3 separate regions of the Hordeum vulgare genome follow, and regions 1 and 3 are each linked to region 2. The links are chromatin contacts, called in public Hi-C maps. All regions are on one chromosome and are shown on one strand. Each heading gives the region's core, a stretch centred on a gene start, on an enhancer-like site or on the middle of the called end of the contact. The rest is flanking DNA. Distances are from core to core; before and after follow the strand shown.

Region 1 (4,060 bases), core at 1,190-3,689, 200 kb after region 2:
AACAAACAGTGGACGCGGATAGGATCCGGACGTGCCTTGCGAAGGGAAGGGGGGATGCTGGTTCGGTCCGCTTCGGTGTTCATCGCCTGCCAAAAATCCAATAATGCGTCAAGATAATGGTCGGAGCCCACCTGTGGGTTTCCCATGATTTTGGTTTCCCAGGAACCACGCACCCGTTGATGGGCTCATCGGGCAGGCCGCTGTCCGCCACACTGTTTAGGCTCTGTTTGGTACGCCCTCTACGTACGGCACCGCGTACGTGCCATCTCGATAAAACAGTTCCGGACAAACGAGATCGATTGAAGTTTGCTCGCAGTTTTTCTTTGGAAAACGCCGCCGCTTCGGTGCCAGATCATATCGTTCTTCGTTCCACAGTCACCCGTGACTTCCTCTGAAAATCACTGGAGGCGCTGTGAAAGTTTGAAGCATGGTGGTAACTTTCTGCGTGAGCTGAGATGGTAGCTAGCAGCTCACCTCACCTGTCGCATGGCGTCGCATCGGCGGGGGGCGACCTGGTTGAGCACGCCCGCAGTCGTTTCGACGTCGGGCACAATCTTGTCGTCCCTTTGGACGCGGAACCACAGGCAGAACAGCATTTGATGCCGCGCAGCGACCACGGTCTAACCGGACACCGCGCAAAGGCGACGTGACAGTGAAATCTTAGCCATCTGGTTGAAGCGACGTCCGAATCTTAGCCGGCCGTCGCGCCCTTTTTTGCGAAATGCGAGTCACACACACCGGCACGCACATCACCAGCGCGGCGACAACTCCGGGAATACTTGTTGCGGTTGGCTACATGAGCTTCTTTGGAATATCGGCGTCCCACCGCCTTGGGTTTCTCCCTCTGCTTGTCGTCGACCTCGACTTGGCGCTGTCAGAATATGAGTGAGAACGAGAGGATGAAGTGGCAAAGCACGGCAACAAGTTGGAGATGGTGTGGTTTTGTCAGCATGTGGTGGTACAAGTGTGAACTCTTTTTCTTGAGTAGACGGCTGAATTGGGTAGATCGCTTCATGGTTGGGGTGGGGTGATCCCTTGGAATCTTGAGATTAGCACCGTCCTTTCGGTTGTTGTAGGCCAATGTCGTCGTGCATAGTGGGAAATGTCGAAATGGCATGACTGTTTAGGGGATCGTATAGCTAGCTAGCAGCAACAGTGTGCCGATTCAGATAAGGGGGAAAGAAGTGCACCTGCGTTCTACAGTGACGAGGCAGGCCCTCTTGGAAAAAACGCAGCTCTGTCAGTCACATACGAAAACTGCAGAGGCTATTCAGTATTCACCCGCCCCCAGGATTGTAAGTCGGAAATAATCAATCGGTGACGGCGGGAAAGATCAGCCGGAAGGACAGTTTGTCTGATACTTACTACTGTATTTCAACAGCGACCACATTAGTTAATGATGCCAGTTGCTTGGAACACACTCAGTGCACACTGACACCAAAGCCGTGTGTGTGTGCGCGCGCGCGTGTGTACGCTCGTGATCAAAGGATGTTCCTCCTCCTGGTAATGTAAGCCGCACGCAACCCACTTCTCGATCAAAACCTAACCGCTCCCGGCATCAGTAAAAAAAATCTGCACTGCACTGCGCTGCACTTAGGCTGGTCTGGGAGTAACTAAGATAGTATCATGTACTTAAAAATAGAAAACATGCTGATGTGGTGGATAATTAAAAAAAATTAGAGTAACATAGGTAGATACCGTAACATGTTAAATGTTATGCTATTGTGTGTCATGCATGTCAATAAATAAAGACATCTATGATACTAGTTTATGATACTATGCACTACAAAGGTAGTATTATACAATAGTATCATATGCATGATACTATTACTCCCTCCGTCACGGTTTAGAAGGCACAGTTAAACTCGTGTGCGTTTTCAAAATAGACAAGGTTTAAGGCGCGAAAGCAATTACTCATATTAATTAGTACTATTACTACTCATGCATGCGCCTTCTCAATTTGCTGCTCACGCATTAGTACTAATATTTTTTCAGTTAATTAGGCGCATTAGCATTTACATCGGGTACATCTCACAACCAATCGATGACTACCTTGGTCCTAGAGATTTTTCAAGCGTGTCTTCTAAACCGTGACGGAGGAAGTAGTATTTTCTCACTTCATTAGACGCATTAGCATCTGCACCTGTTACATCTCACAACCAATCGATGCTTGGTCTCAGAGATTTTTTAAGCATGCCTTTTAAACCGTGACGGAGGAAGTATATGATACTCCTCACTATGACCCTGACAGAGCAGCAGCCATTTGCAGGCATGCATCTTCCCTAACAGTTACACGCGCAAGTACCGAGCAGCTGCGCCAGCACTGCTGGATTAGGGAGGCGAATATTAATTAATTACTCGCGGTAAAACTGGGATGGCAAGCGCAGCCGTGCGGGGAAGTAAGTACAGTAGCATAATGTCAGCACGAGCGGGCGCGCGGCGCACGTGAGGGCATGTGATGTGAGGCCCGCGCGTACCGTAAGTAGGTGACCGGTGAGGTGAGGTTGGGTGGTGGCTTGCGAATCGGAGTCACGTCTCCACGCGTGATCGCACGTACGCTTTCCTTTTTTACTTGCCTGGAACGTGAACTGCCATGAAGGCTGGCTGTGCACCGGACCGGCGCCTGTATTATGCAGCTATTTAGGCCCTGTTTTGTTTTATAAGTCCTATGACTTTTTTAAGTCCCAACTTATAAGTCATAAGTGTTGGAATATTCAGTATATGTGTGTGGCTTACAACATTTGTTTTACTGCTATTTTTATCTCCTGAAACCTGTTTGATGTAGAATTAAAAGCATCATATACATGTACAATTTACATGGAAATTTGGATGGAAATTTGTCCGAGGAAGTCGGTACTACATGCTGGAAGCACAGTACATGTATACTGGAAATTAAACTATGTTTATATATATCCCGGGTACAGCATGATAGGAATGACTAGGTTGTCCATAATTTGGCAATATGGATTGTTTGAAAGCCTGCGGGTTTGAATTGGAATTTATTCAAATCCGACGCATGACTCAAACATGCGTGATGAGACCTTATTACAGATAAATATAAGACTCCTATTTGATTACTAATGATCGTGGTTGGTTGTGCTAATCTGGAGTCTTTGTTTAAACAGATTCTTTATCTGGAAACTTATCTGCACACGGTTTAAACTAAACCGGAATAATTCTATATATTGGTCTCTATCCTCTGGCCTCAATACCATTGTGAGCGGCACCACGGATAAGGGTGAGGAACAGAGGGTAGGCCGTAAATCCAACATTGGTATCACAGCCGATTGAGGTTAATGATGTATTGTCGTTAATTCCGATCTGGATTCTAAGTCCGCTGCGTATCTCTGTCTAGCCAAAACAGAGAAGGAGTCGTACTAGTCAACTAGTACTAGTATACGTGATTCTTTTGCTCTGAACCGAAGCCAACCATCAGATCCAATCGATCTACTCCACCTCCACGCACTCGCCCAAGCCGCCGCGCCCGGCGCCCATCGGCAACCTGCTGCAGCACCCTGCCGGCGACCCGCTGCAGCGCTGCTCCTCTCGCTTTGCGGTCCGTCCTCCCCAAGCCATCGTCCGCCACCGCCCGACGAGCACGCACCTCTCCGTCTTGCGTGCTGCTGGTTGCGAGGAACATCGTCACGCTGCTGCTCCTGCTGTGATCCATCGCCACGTGATTCAGTCACGGAACAAGCCTCACCCTCCGCTCCAGTTGGCTGCTTGGAAATCGCTCGGTCGCTTCCCAGTTGCTATTCGTCGGCTGCCGTCGGACCAAGCCAAGGAAAACTTCTCTAAACAGGAAATCAATGAGGAAAAGGAAAATTTTGTAGAAGAGATGAAGGACTGGACAAAAGATAATAAGAAAGCTAGAGTTTTTATTCTTGGATCAATGTCAGATTCTTTGGCTGGAGAATATGAGTCAAAGAAAACAACTTACAAAATAATGAGAAGGCTGGAAGAGGATTTTGGAGGAAGTTTTGGTGATGGTGGCCTTAAACTCACTACCAAACACATGGGAACAATTTAAAATCTCTTTTTGTCATACTGAGCGTACTCT
Region 2 (4,082 bases), core at 276-2,775:
TCATTCTTTGTGTGCTAGGCCATGTCTGGTTCATTTACTCCCTAACTTTCCTTTTCTTTCAAAGAAAAACATTCTATTAGAGCATGTCAGTTTATAAGCAGGCAATGAATAATTTTGAACATTTCCAAACATGCAATTAAACTTTTTAACACATAATAAATAATTTTTAATGTATGCTGATGGCACATTCATAAAAAAATGCGGGGAACCTTGAGCGCAGATAGAACCTATTCTAGAAACGGGTGCACGCACTCCACCAACATGGGCTTGGACCATTTAGATTTCCTTTAGTTCATAGGGTAGGAAACTTAGAGGAATAGAAAAGTCATAAGAAATAAGATTATATGTATCTTAAATCCTATGAATAGGAATAGTGAAGGAGATGCCCTTTAATCCACACCATAGTTTTTTTATTAAATCTATGCTAATTTTTATTTTTATATAAATTGTGGAGGGTAGGAAGAATTCCTCCACAGGAGTAGTATTTCATTCCTATAAACCAAAGGGCTCTAAAGAAAAAAAAAGATAGAAATCCTACAAAATTTCTCCAAACCAATGGGATTTCTCCAAACCACAGGGGACTTACATTGTTTTTCTCATTTCCTCAGAACTTCAACAAGTGGCAATATGTGGGATTCAATGAACTCACACTTCATAACTAACCGGGATAACCACTTGGGACACATCCTTCCATGGCTGACATATGTTTTTCCTTCTTTGTTATATGTCACCTCGTAACACTAAAAAGGTGACTCTGGTTTTTCTTTGGCTGAATTTCTTTCGTTTTCACTCAGTTTTTTTGGTGTGTGGACTTACTTTAGGTTCATGAACATTTTTTTCTAAATTTATGAATATTTTTCAAAATCAATGAACTTTCTTCAAAAATAGATGAACTTTGGTTACAAATTTGCAAACTTTTCTTCAAATCATCGAACTTTTTTTTTTTAAATTGATGAGCTTTTTTCAAGTGCGTAAACTATTTTGTCCGTGATATTTTTCAAATTCGCTAACTTACACCAAATTTCATGCAATTATTAAGAATTTCATGATTTTTTTCAAAATTCCTGAACTTTTGTCATGTTCATGATTTTTCCTAATGCATGAACTTTTCTCAAATTCACGAGCATTTTTCATTTCCATGAGATTTTTTCAATTTCTATAACCTTTTTTTCAAATTGGTGGCCTTTTTTTAAATTAGTATTTGTTTACAATAGTTTTTAGAAATACATTTTTTTATTTATGCTCTAGCTTTAAATAAATTATGTTGGGTATATGATTGTATATGTTAACTGAAGCACGGGTCAAATGGTACTGTTTCCTGATAGTGGACAACTAAATGAGCACGACCTAGTGGTTATTGGCTACGACCATCTATATTGTCGTGTCCGGTTCCAATCCTGCTACTTCCCTAATTGATAATTGGCGAGATTGATTTTTTTAGCTAGTGATTAGATTTCGTTTTCTAGAGCAAGTCAATGGGCTGGCCCGCTACGAGTTGCCTATGAGCTCTAGCAATGCTAACCAGTAACCACCGCTAAGAGTGCCGAAGAGGAGGTACCCGGCGACTATATCTCACATCAAGCGAGATGATAGGATGTCTCGCTGAAGGGGTCGGCCCATTTGCGCATAGTTAATAATGGAAAAAGATAGGAGAAAAGGGAGCGCACAGGGGATTAGATCCGGGTCTCCACATTAAGGGCAAGCGTGGCTAGCTACTGGGCTTGCCTTAACTTTCTGATGGGACGGGTTTTCCACGGTTTCTTCCGCTTTTTTCCTAGGTTTTTTTCGGGTTTTTCCCATTGTTTTTCTCTTTTTTATTTTTTTAAAAGTTGTGTTACTTTGCTTTTATTTATTTCTTTATTTTTCCGTTTTATTTTGTTCCTTCTCCGGGTTTTTCATTCAGTTTTGCATTTGTTTCTTACTTTTTTGATTTCTTTTTTTCCTTGGTTCATTTCGTTTCTTTTTCGATTTTAATTTTTTCGGCTTTCTTTGTTTATTTTGGTTTTCATTCTACTTTTTATATGTCAACAAAATTTTCTAATACCTTTAGAAAAAATCAAATACAAATTTAACATTTTTTAATTCATGGTCAACATTGTTTCTATACACATTGTAAACATTTTTCAAATGCTTCATTGACATTATTATAACACAAGGTTAACATTTGCTGAATAAATGGTAAACATTGTTCCTATACACACTTTTTAACTTTTTCAAATGCAGGATTTACATTTTTCAGATACAAGATCAACAATTTTCCTATGCACATTTAGCATTTTTGAAATGCTTGAATGATACTTTATAGATGCAATATTAATTTTTCGACACATGGTTATCATTGTTTCTAAACACATACAAAATTCAAATGCTTGATTAGTATTTTTGAAATACCTTTTCCACATTTTTCCGAAATTATTGATTAGTTTTTTTATGTGATCAATTTTTTCATGATTTTTTATACATGGTCAACATTTTTCTATGGACATTTAACATTTTTCAAGTACTTTCTCAATATTTTTTAAATGATTGATTACCATTTTTATGTACACGGCCATTTTTTTTGTGCACATTTCTCATTTTCTAAATGCTTGCTTAACATTTTGAAAACACTTGTTCAACCTTTTTTCAAATGCTTGATTAACTTTGTTTCAATACATGATCAATTATTTTTATACACATTTTACTTTATTGTATACATTTTTAGTGTTCATGATAAACATTCTCTCTATACACTTTTTACATTATTTAAAGCTTGATAAAAAAATTTCAATTGTCTTATGTAGGGTGATTTTTTCAATGTGTTTATTTAATATATTTTAAAGTATAAACCAAAGTAAAAAAAGAAAAAACATAAAAAACATAAAACAAGGCTATTGATTCCCGCGTGCCTGGATCGACCGAACTCGCGACACCCTTTAGTGAGGGTTTCCTGTTGAATGCAAGACATAGGGGCACCCGAGGAGGTCTCCGTTATTAACATGATGTATGAACTAAACTAGACCGGGGTCTAGTATAATCTAATTTTTTCTTTCTCAAAGAACAAATTGTATAGCCAGTCTGGCCTGTCTCGGTCCACTACTCCTTGAAAACAAAATCTAGCACGACACGAATGATGAAACATGAAAGTGGCCCTTTCAAAAGAAAAAACATGGTTACTCAAAAAAAAACATGAAAGTGGCAGGCAACTAGCTCCCTAGAAAAAAAAAAACCTCAATGGCTAGGCAGCCTGCTACTGTCCGGCAGCACCAGTAGTCCAGTACGCTTTCCTCAAAAAACAAAAAAAGTCGTCCAATACGCTGCAGGATCTTCACAAGATTTTCACTGGATTGTTGCCTGAACTGGACATTCCGTGTTTCATGCGAACAGCTAAGCTAGTACTCCTACTAGCCTACTACGTCAAGAGAAATAATGTTCGACTTGACTAACTGACGGCGAGGCGACAAAGCTGCAGGAGTAAACCGGGACATGCTTCAGTCACTGTGTGTGGAGCGCTGCTAATCGTTCACCCACCGTACGTCCGATTTTCTTATACGAACTTGGACCCCAAACAGGCGTCCGTTTAATTCGAATCTGATCCGTTTTAAGTACAATGTTGGACGCCCATATTTGGTCTGTGTCGGCCTAGTATTGATGCATCTAACGCGCGACCACGTCCCTAACTTGTCCGTGGTGTTGCTAAAAAAAAGTCCATGATGAAGGTAAATAAAAATCATAAAAGAAACATGAAAAGACAAAAAAAAGAGATTGTAGAATAGGTTAAAACATAAATAACTTAATTAAACAGTCAGTTGTTGTCACAATCCATGTTGACTACTTAAGATGAAACTAAAAAAACAAAAAACAAAAAATGATGTCACGCTGCAGGCCGCAGAAGCCATCGCCGTTACATCGACCTGGCGAGCAACGGCGAGGATGGTGACGCTTGAAAATGGCGGTTGCGAAAGCGTTGACATCCAAAGGTGGGGCGGCGGCCCGAGAATGGGTCGGGCGCGTGGTGTGCAGGCGGGCGGCGATGCTCGGGTGGTGACCACGGCGCCCATGCACGCTCCTCCATGGGCTCATCCTTCACCTTCTCCTTGACA
Region 3 (3,902 bases), core at 242-2,741, 220 kb after region 2:
TAAACCGGTCATCCAATGTACCGGCCCATCTTTGTGCTAAATTTGCTTCCACGCTAACGGTCACTGATAGTTGGACTAACTCAAAACCCTGTTTCCTGCTCACCAGCTTATTGGTTGATGATGCCTGGAGCTCTTTTGTTGAATAAAGCTCTCTAATTCAAACGCAAAAAAAACTATTTATAAATAACAAGAAAAAAAATAGCACAACCTTTGGGGCTAGTTATGTGAGACGGGCGTATGGGCGATCATGCACTATACCTTGCAGTAGGTGAGATAAGGACCGATGCAAAAAAAAAAAAGAAGCAACCCATAAATGATCTTGATTGGATAAGCATCTTGACCTATTAGGCATACATTGTTTGTTTGAACTTCTTGTGGACCTATCTTGCGCATAAACTGAGGCATGGTTATGCAACTTGTTGGGCTTTGTTTGACTTATGCCTAGAGTCACACAACCTAATTGTCAAATGGTATCTTGCTTATTGTGAGATGGACCGTCGTCTCGCCTCTCGCGTGTGGCTATGTGCTTGCCTTAGTAAGACGGCTCAATAGAGTGTATTTTAAAGGTTCTACAAAATTGTAGAGGATATATTTAACACCTTCACTTTTTTTTGCGCGTTTTCATAAAAAATATAGTTTTGGGGTTTCTTTTAATTTCTATGTTAGTTTTTGTTCTTTTTCTTATTCATTTTTTATTTCTTCATTACACAGCGAATATTTTTCCTATACAAAGTAGAACAACATTTTTTGAAGCATATGTTTGAAAATATTTTAAAAATGCCATGAACAGTTTAATGAAACATTTTTTAAGTGGCACAAGCAGATTTGATATGTTATTGTTACAAATATTTTTCAATCAGGATAACAACATTTTTTTAACATTTGATGAGCTATTTGTTCTTAAAACTACGTGATGTAACGTATTTTCATATATATGTTGACTCTTTCTGAATACACAATGTACATTTTTCCAATATGTGTTGAACATTTATGAAAATACACATTGAACATTTATAAAATGTACATTACATATTATTTAGATACATGTTAACCATTTTTAAGCACACATTAAACATTTTTGAAAGCTTTATGAATATTATTTTAGTGTTGTGAACATATTTTAAATGTCTTGAATATATTTTCATACATCAAGATTTTTTTTAAACATTGTTTGATTTAAGACCCATGAACATATTTTAGAATTTGTGCCCAATTTTTGAAATGTCACACACATTCTTTTGAAATGTACCAACATCTAAATCCGCAAGAACACAATTTAACACTCCTCGAACATTTTTATAATATGCGGTGAACCTTCTCCTAAAAGTTAAATAAACTAAAATTTCATGCATTTTAGGGATACAGCTAAAATTAAGGAGAAAAAAACCCGGAAAGCAAGCCTCATTAAATACACAGACACACTTAAATATGACATTGGACCGACCCACTCTAGGATGCCCTTGAGGCGAACAAACTTATAGTTCGCCTGCAGCAAGACATAGACGTGCCTAGTTAATTGAGCTAACTCCAAATCCTTTTCAGCACTTGTTGAACGGTTATTGTGGTGTTGAGCGTAGAAGACGCAACGGTTACCATGTATTTTTAAAATATTTACCATTTATGTGAGAAATGTTTCTAATGTATAATTTTGAAAAAAATACACATCAAAACAATCTATATCTATACCTAATAATAAAGCGGCTATTGCTTCCGTCGGAAAAACCCACCAGGGCATTTTATAAAAAAGCCCATGTAGTTTTTGTTATTCAACCCGCGCTCCATCATTTATCTGCAACGTAAAAGAAAAAAATAATTCGCTGCAAAAATTATACCCGTACGCATCGCCTCCTCCCGTCGACCCTGGGCCACCCTGGCATGTGCCCAGGCAGCCGCCACACCACTCGCCGCCGTGGCCGACCTCAACCGCCACCGCTGTCGATCTCAAGCCACCCGCCTCCGCGGCTGTACCTCTCCCCGCTCACTGCCCCCGTTGCGGCGCTCGAGCGCATCGCGTCGACCCTGGTCCACCCTGGCCTATGCCCAGGCCGCTGCCACACCACTCGCCGCCGCGGCTGACCTCAATCATCACTGCTGTCGATCTCAACCCACCCGCCTCCGCGGTCGTACCTCAATCATCACTACCGTTTCGGCGCTCGAGCACAGCTTCTAGATCAAATCAATGCGACGGCTACAGCGACTTGGGATGATGCGTCCGCTCGATGCAGAATGGCGGCGGCGTGCGGATAAGGCGCGGCGGAGCGAAATACTTGCAGGTGGAGGCGGGCCTCCAAGGCTCACATGGGAAACTCCGAGGTTATGGCGCGGCAATGGCGACTCCTTATGGCCAGATAGAGGCGACTAACCCTTGCTCCCCTCATCGTATCCCCTCCTCCGGAGGAACTCATCATCTGGTGAGATCCCCTCCCCATGCCTCCAACCATGTGTCAAGCACCGACAAGAAATTTTGTTTTGTGTGAATTTTTTTGCTGATGAATGAATGTATTGAATGTGAGATTGCATTGTTGTAGAGAGAGAATGAAACATCACCTTCAGTTTGTCATCTGATCCCACATTCTCTACCCCATAAGTGAAATAAGATAACAGTCCATTGATCAATTCACGTAGCCTCTTTGTTTTGCTTTGCTTGTCCCGCTCAATTTCTCATTATGGTGGAATTAACAATGAACGGGTTGATTTCTCAACAAAATAGGATAGGACTGACTACATTAGTTAGTTAGCTTATTATTTTAATAAATTAAAATGATTATAAAAAGATTAAAAGCATGTGGTATTTTTTTATCCCGTTGCAACGCACGGGCCCTTTTGCTAGTATAATCTAAAAGAATGTTAATCATGTATTTCGAAAATGTCAACATGCATATAAAAATTATTTTTATGTATAAGAAAATTATATAATTTGTATGAGAAAAGGTATACATCAAAACAAATTAAGTTTTAGAAATTTTTTTAATGATGTATATGAGAGATGTTAAACATGTATATACAAAATGTTCTTGACCCATACAAAACTTAGAAAGGGGATGAAGAAAACCGATAAAAACCCAAAAATAAAGCAAAGAAACAAATAAAAAATAAAAAGGAAATAGTTTAAAACGAGAAAGAAACAACGAAAAAAGAGAGGGAAAACCCATTAAAAATGATGATAGAAAAAAAAGGATGATGCACAATGAAAATATAAAAAACCAATGAAAAAAAAGATGAAACAAAGAAACCCGAAAATAAATATATTGAATGAAAACCGACAGAGAAAACCAGAAATAAAGCAAAAAATTAGAATTTTTTAACAAAGGAAATACAAAAGTGAACCCATGAAAAAGAAAGAAAACTGAAGTATAAGGAAGGAAAAAAATGGAAAATAGAAGAATACCATCGAAGAAGTGAAAATTCCAATAAAAAACAAAAATAAAACAATAAAGAACAGGAAAACCCGACCCAAAATAGTGAAACCAAATCATAGAAAATGCTACATTGCTACACCGGCCTACTCGCGCCACGCTTTAGATGAGGGGATCGGATATCTTACATTAAGGGAGATATAGCTCTCATGATAATAGCGTAGATAAGGAGCCGACTTTGTAAACCAATAATAATAGACTGTATACGACTCATATAAAGCTGCCTATAATGAAAATATCATAGATAGTATTATACATGACAACTAGACAATTTTTTTGAAAAAAGGACACAACATAGTACGAGTTGGGCGATAGCTTAGTTTGACTTTAAATTAACAAAGACATCAACCGATCATGATACAACTGCAAAATACAACAAAGATCAAGCACAACAGGCAGAAAGATACAGAGGCCCTGAAAGCCGCTTACAAAGCCTTGAACACTTCACACAAGAAGGATCTTACAAGGGAATGCAAAGCTAAAGAA

The links. Hi-C and Micro-C count contacts between places; a contact is called where the count stands out from the background.
Region 1: a Hi-C map of leaf shows a contact between it and region 2, with 7 times the contacts expected there. The contact joins two enhancer-like sites. A contact is called at or near these places in 2 of 6 Hi-C or Micro-C datasets (both in leaf).
Region 3: a Hi-C map of leaf shows a contact between it and region 2, with 6 times the contacts expected there. The contact joins two enhancer-like sites. A contact is called at or near these places in 1 of 6 Hi-C or Micro-C datasets (leaf) and 1 of 1 datasets of contacts at active chromatin or transcription factors (embryo).

What each region holds. Positions count from the first base shown.
Region 1 is chr5H:459,649,767-459,653,826 of MorexV3_pseudomolecules_assembly, forward strand. No RefSeq gene overlaps it. Among protein-coding and RNA genes, the nearest start is that of LOC123395372, 28 kb to the left of the region's middle. Within about 2 kb of position 2,440, at least 3 of the 3 cell types and tissues checked have open chromatin away from gene starts, as enhancers often do. A contact at or near this core is called in leaf, where this site is marked.
Region 2 is chr5H:459,455,621-459,459,702 of MorexV3_pseudomolecules_assembly, forward strand. No RefSeq gene overlaps it. Among protein-coding and RNA genes, the nearest start is that of LOC123398640, 12 kb to the left of the region's middle. Within about 2 kb of position 1,526, at least 3 of the 3 cell types and tissues checked have open chromatin away from gene starts, as enhancers often do. A contact at or near this core is called in leaf, where this site is marked.
Region 3 is chr5H:459,671,055-459,674,956 of MorexV3_pseudomolecules_assembly, forward strand. No RefSeq gene overlaps it. Among protein-coding and RNA genes, the nearest start is that of LOC123395372, 49 kb to the left of the region's middle. Within about 2 kb of position 1,492, at least 1 of the 3 cell types and tissues checked has open chromatin away from gene starts, as enhancers often do. A contact at or near this core is called in leaf, where this site is marked.